Linked DNA regions of Sus scrofa: region 1 is linked to region 2. The links are chromatin contacts, called in public targeted proximity ligation maps. All regions are on one chromosome and are shown on one strand. The core of a region is the stretch at or near the end of the contact, and the rest is flanking DNA. Distances in the headings are between cores, read along the strand shown. Region 1 has its middle 34 kb from the start of SUPT7L. Region 2 holds the start of BABAM2 (BRCA1-A complex subunit BRE).

Region 1 (3,126 bases), core at 236-2,735, 170 kb before region 2:
CAGTTTCTCCAGTAGAGGCTTTAGGGTTCATTCCTCTGCATTGCCCCTTGCCCAAACTCCCCTTGCCTCAGGACTCCTCATAGACCTCCCTGCCCCTTGTGTCTGCCTTGTGGAGCTCTCGTCACACATCTGAATTACCCTAAAGTACATCACTGGGCAGAATCCTTTGCTTTGAAATCTCAGAATGTTCTCCATTATCCAAAGCATTAAGTCCAAATTCATTTGCGGCTTTAAAGTCCCTTATCATAGGGTGCCTGTTTTGTTTTGTTTCTTTCTCTCTCTTATGTTAAGGCCGCACCTGCAGCATATGGAGGTTCCCAGGCTAGGGGTCTAATTGGAGCTACAGCTGCCGGCCTACACCACAGCCACAGCAATGCCAGATCCTTAGCCCACTGAGCGAGGCCAGGGATTGAACCCACATCCTCATAGATACTAGTTCGGTTCGTTTCTGCTGAGCCACAGCAGGAACTCCAGGGCTCCTATACTTTCTCATCATCGTAACTCACTCCCATATGCCCTTGTCTTTTCCTTTCTGCACCTGACCAAGTACACCCAATACTCTAGTAATAATAGACTCTTTGACCCAAACACAACTTTTGCTTTTAATTCTTCCAATATTTGCCATCAAGACTTGCTGTACATGGCCTTGAACTTTGGTTTCCTGGGCTCTTAAATAGGGAAAATACCTCAGTATCGCTGTCGAGATTAAATAACTGAGCCATCTCTCAAATTTTAGCCACGCTGGACACAGTTGGCTCCCCCAAATGTAGTTATTATCAGCATCATTGTGATCTTGCTAACGTCTGCTAGGTAAGGTCCTGCTCATTTCTTTAAATGAGTCTCACTGTCTTGAGTCTCATTGTCTTCAGGAAGCTCTTGTTCCCCTGCTTGTTAGTAGGCTCTCTTTCCCCACTAGCCCTACAGCACTTTGATTTCTGGCCCTTGCTCGGATGGTCCCATATCCGTTAATTGTATGTATGCAGTGTGCTTGGGTCATTTATGTTTGCGAGCCTTATGAGCTGGGGACAGGAACCATCTCACTTTGTACGCTACCTGTTCCTCATTGCACCTCCCAGTTCACAAAATAGGTGCTCTGTTAACTGTTGCTTTACAGGGGTGAGGGTTGGAGGGCAAGTTCTAGTCCTGGACCTTTCTACCCTTGGGTTTTGGGGGCGGAGAAGGGACCTTTGAGCTGCTTTCATTTCCAGAATTTGTTCCAGACAAGCTGGACAGTCTAGGCGATAACCGTCTTAACAGGGTTAGTGCAGGCAGAGGCTTGGATTCCTATCCTACTTGGGGCAAAATCAAGCGAAACTACCCCTTCCCGTCAAGAAGCTCTGGATTCCAGCAGATGGTTTTAATTTGGGCTTTAAGTCCTCTGCTGGCTCTGGAAAATCTTGATCGTGAGGCTTGGCTCTGGTTTCCTCTGGCTGTCACGCACACCGCTTCAAAAGTCAGTGCAACTGTGGCAAGAAGTGACCACAAGAGGGCAGTAAAGACCCATCACTATGCAGCAATTTGCAGGTGGGGCTCAAAGCCAGTAGACGAGCGTTTCAAAGCAAAGCAAGAGTAACAATCAGATCCTGAACTCTCTCAAAATCAGGATTCTGAAAGGGTTTGGGGCAGCAAGCTGGGTCAGGTCACCAGTGTCTTCTCAGCCTGTTTCTGGTGCTTAGTTCCACCTGGAGAAAGTCTTTCTCTAGTTATAATGCAAATATTTTATGGAGGAGTTTAGGCATTGCCTATCTATTACTTACACACTGTCTTACAGAGAATTTTTCACACTTGTCTCCCCCCCCCGCGCTGTCTTTATTGAGGAACAATTGACAAAAATTGTATCTAATTTGATTGATATTTTGATATATCACTCATTTCCAAACTCTGAATTTTTATTTATCAGACTTAAAAGGTAAAAAGAGGAGACACTATCACCTCTGTTTAAGGAAACTGAGGCTCAGAAACCGGAAGAGACTTGCTCAAAGGCATGCCAAGTTCATGGTGGAACCACGATTCCAGATCCTCTGCTTATTCCTTCTAGTTTTCAGTAGTTTATGTTTGTAAGCTTTGCGAGTTTCTGGAGCAAAGACTACATCTGGTTCCTCTTTTTGTCTTGGAATGGTGCTCCCTTAATCTTGAGGGCTCTGAGTGGGTGTGCTGTATAAGGTTCTGCCCTTTAGGAGTTGGATTCCATGATCTCTCTCTTATCCCTCCTGATTCAGTAATTCTGTGATTTGGAGGCACAGCCCTAACAATGACAGTGGCAGCCCTGAGTGATCCTACTGGCAGAGCATTTCAACAAGGGCAGCCACTTGGCTACCAGCCTATAAAGATCTATCGTTAGCAATGCCGCGAGGGCGGGGGACATTTGGGCAGTTTCTCAAATTGCGCAGCCTTATGGGAATTGCCTTTAGGGGAGGAGAATGAAAAAATATCTAATTTTAGCAGTTACGTATAGGAATATATACTTACGTACACACATGTATATGTATGGTGTAGAATGTGGTGAAAAAAATTTTTTTTTTTTTTTTTTTGCCACACTTTTGGCATGTGGAAGTTCCGCTTCAGAGCCAGGGATCAAACCTGCGCCACAGCTATACCAGAGCCGCAGCAGTGACAATGCCAGATCCTTAACCCACTGAGCACCAGGGAGCTCCTTTCTTTTTTCTTTTTCTTTTTTTTTTTTTCCCCCCTGAGGTCAATTTTTAAAGTGAGTTTATTTGAAGAAGAACATGAAGCCAATAATGCACGGTGGCCTGCAACACGGTACCAAGTGTAAAGGAGGTGTACCAATGAGTGAAGTTGAAGGAACTGTGGTGAGGTGGGAAGGTGTTGTAACTAGAGTCACAAAACTAATCTGAAGTCTGGCTCTGTCACCCAAGCCATGTAACCCTGATTAAGTTGCTGACTATACACAAGTCTCAGTTTTCGCATCTGTAAAGTCAGAAAAGAATTCTTGCCCCCCTTAACACATGTGAGAATACATGAAAGCACACGGAAGCCTGGAGGACTGTGCAGGTGTCCACTGGAGCTAATACTCCCATTCCCACTTCCACCAGGGTCTTTCGGGACCTCTTCACCATCACAGAGGATGCCTCCCAACTAGGGTCTGTCTCCCAGATCCCCAGG
Region 2 (3,242 bases), core at 331-2,830:
CAGGTGGTTTGGTGCAGGGATTTGGTGACTTATTTTTATTGTCCCAAGGCCTTTTTATTTATTTCCAGGTTCTCAGCTACTCTTCTGAAAAGCAAGGTTGCAGGAAAGATGGACAGGTCATACTGCAGTATGTCTGATCACTTTTCATTTTTTGTAAGAAAAATAGCGTTATATCTGAAAAGGCACTCAGCAAAAAATTAAAGTGAAGCAACATGAATCATAGGATTTCCTTGGGATATAGATGAGAGAGGGAGAGAGCGCAATAAATAAATATTACTTTTACAATCAAAAAAGCCATTTTCATTAAAAAATAAATTGGAAAGATCCAATGTCACTGACCTAGCTCAACGATTTTCCGATTTCCTTCTAGCATATTTTATTTCATCCCTTTTTTTTTTTTTTTTTGGTCCATGCCAGGGCCAGGGATCCAATGCGAGCCACAGCAGTGGCCAAGCCTCTGCAGTGACAACGCTGGATCCTTAACCCGCTACACCACAAGAGAACTCCGATTTTGTTTTTTACTATTATAGATATTGTATTTATGGGTTTTTATTTTGATTCACACTTGGTTTGCCATAAGTAACCTACAGTTACTCTAATACTGAAAAATAAACGGAAAATATGAAATGCAAGAATGCTAACGATCAATAGAGTGAACGGCCTGTTGACCTCTGCTCCACTCATTTTATACACGTTCCACGAATAATACCCAACCTGGATGGTGTTATGGCTCAAAACACTTTAGTTCATTTCACTTTCATAACAGCCCAGTGAGGTGGGGGCACCTTCTGGAAGGTAAAATAACTTGGTTAAAGTCACTGGCTAGCCCGGGGAGAGGTTCAACAGCCTGGTCCGGAAAACAGGAACAGGTCTTTGGAGGCGCTTCTAGTTACACGAGAGCTTTTACTACGCTCTGGCCTTTGTTTCCTCATCTGACAGTTACCTTCACAGACTCAAAACCTGCCTCTTCCCATCGAGGCACAGGGCGGCCTGGGGAAACCTGTAGTTCACACCAAAAGCCAACAGGCTCCATGCCCAAGGCCCCAGTGCCAAGGCAGTAAGAAGAGAGAACACGGTCCGTCCCTCCCGCGAGCAGCGGCTTCTGCAAACTGGCCCCAGACTAACCTGACCAGGTCGGTCATGCAGGAGCCCACCACCACCACTGCCGCCGCCACCTGCTCCTGCCACTGCCTCCCGGGTTCCCCAGACGCGGCCATTGCTCTACGTCGGCGCTCTCCAACCAGGAGGCTGCCCTTTAACCTTTGCCCGACCCGGTAACCAGGGACGCCACTCCTACGCTCCCTAACGACGCGGGCCTTGCAGGACGTCCGTGCGGGTCGCCCACCTGAATGCCCGAAATAACCCCGCCCACCAACTGCCCCCAGTTCTTCCAGGAATTGTCTCCCTGCACAGCTTCCCGCTACAGAGCCCTCCTGATCGGTCCAGACTCCGTGCTGCTTGCCGCGCACGAGGCAGGCGCCGAGGCAGGAACTTTCAGGCACTGCGGGGACGCCTCTCCGAGCGCCTGGCCTGGCGCGGCCGGGGACGCGCACGCCGCCCGGCTCCTGGGCCGCAGAGGGGGCGGGGCGGGACGTCCGGGGGGCGCGCACGCATCCGGCCCGCGGTGCGCGCGCAGGTTGGTGCGTCGGTCGGGGGCGCGCTCGGGTAACCTGTACCCCACGTAGTCGCCGGTTACCGATCGGACTAAGCTCCAGGTACCTGGACTGGGGCTGGTGCGGGGAGGTTGGATCCCGAGTCGCACAGGTGGTGCTAAGGACAGTGGTTTAAATATGCCCAGGGCTCGCCTCCTCTTTCTATAGAGAAGGCCCCTGTTCCAAAGATGCCCTGTTCATTCCCATCATGCTGGCTCCCTAGAGAACGAGCCCCCAAGGCCAGAGGCTGCTCTTTCCATGCCTAGCCCGCCCCTGGTCCCTGATTAAGCTCAGCTCCTTCCTCCTTCCCGCCTGATGAGGGGATCGTACAATTTGGGAGAAGGAAGAGCCTCTGGTCCCTTTTAGATGTCCCCCTTTGGAGCGGGATGTCATTCTTTGGGTTCGAGTCGACTTGTTTTTCTTGAACATTGCCCCTTGGAGAAATTGCTTCCCCCGTGTAACTTCCCTCGTGCGCTGCGTGACGTCGACGTGACGCAGCAGGACGCCACCCCTTTCCGTTCCATGACGTAAGCTGGGCACATGTTTCCGTGTTTGTCATCCCATCTTAATTGCAAGAAACTGACGATGCTTCAGACGTCTTTGTATTCCCCAGGCTGCCCATCAGAGGACCTCATGTGACCCTATTTTGAGGCAGCAGATCCCTATAAAAATTGTATTTCTGCATTTTCCTTCTGTAATACGTCAAAATCAGGAAATAGAAATTGCACAATTAGCATTCAGGGGAGGCTGACCACCGTAAATTTTTGCCTATCTAGGATCTCTTATTGTGCTTCGATGTGTAAAGTTACTACTGGGGGTTGAACCCCCATCCGTGTCCCTTACTCAAAAGGATTGCGCCAAAGAACCATCTTTTTTGGCTGTTTGGTGACCTGTGATTTTGGAATCAGTGGTTTTTTTTTTTTTTTTTCCTTAGAGAAGTCACAACAGCTCCTGCTGAAACATTTTAATGCTGCATGAAATCTTGCACTGTCAAAAGATAGTGTTCTGGCTGTGCTGGAAACAAAGACAAATTCATTCCTTCAGGTGTCATTCTAAGGTCATGCCAGTTGCTGAATTGAATGGGATGTTGTCACCTTAAGTATAGTTTGGTTTCTGGAGCAGGTTTGTTCCCTTTAGTGTTTGCCTGGTGAATCACTAGGCTTCAGCAGTAGACCAACAGTAGTCTAATTTGTTTCTGGTTGTCAAGCAACCATTAGTTTAAATTGGTGACTTTTTTGCTCACATTTTACTAGATGTATGCTTTTTTTTTTTTTTTTTAAAAAAAGCACATTCACTTTGATGCTTTTATTTTTTTGGTGATTGAAGTTATAAATGTTTATTTGAGAGGAAGATGGGTATAGTGGACTTGGAGGGAGATCTGGATTTGAATTCCGATCCTTCTTGCTAGATTTGTGAATCTGTGACTTTGAATAAGTTACTCAATCTTGCCCAGCTTTGGTTTTCTTATCTGTGAAATGGGAATAATACTCTTAACCAGAGAACAGGGTAGTTGTGGGGAAATAAATGAAATTACAGATAGAGGTGGGTAATACAGTGCCCGATACTAAGTCGATTTTCAGAACGTGTTGG

The links.
Region 1: a contact with region 2 is called in a targeted proximity ligation map of alveolar macrophages. A contact is called at or near these places in 1 of 5 promoter capture datasets (liver), 16 of 47 Hi-C or Micro-C datasets (alveolar macrophages, embryonic fibroblasts, fetal heart ventricle and 8 more) and 2 of 2 datasets of targeted methods (alveolar macrophages and skeletal muscle).

The regions. Positions count from the first base shown.
Region 1 is chr3:111,496,085-111,499,210 of Sscrofa11.1, reverse strand. No RefSeq gene overlaps it. Among named protein-coding and RNA genes, the nearest start is that of SUPT7L, 34 kb to the left of the region's middle.
Region 2 is chr3:111,326,752-111,329,993 of Sscrofa11.1, reverse strand. It overlaps BABAM2 (BRCA1-A complex subunit BRE), which reads left to right and starts at 1,580. Exons shown (of 12, transcript XM_021088348.1): 1 at 1,580-1,715. It overlaps RBKS (ribokinase), which reads right to left and starts at 1,218. Exons shown (of 8, transcript NM_001315776.1): 1 at 1,126-1,218. The coding sequence starts at 1,217.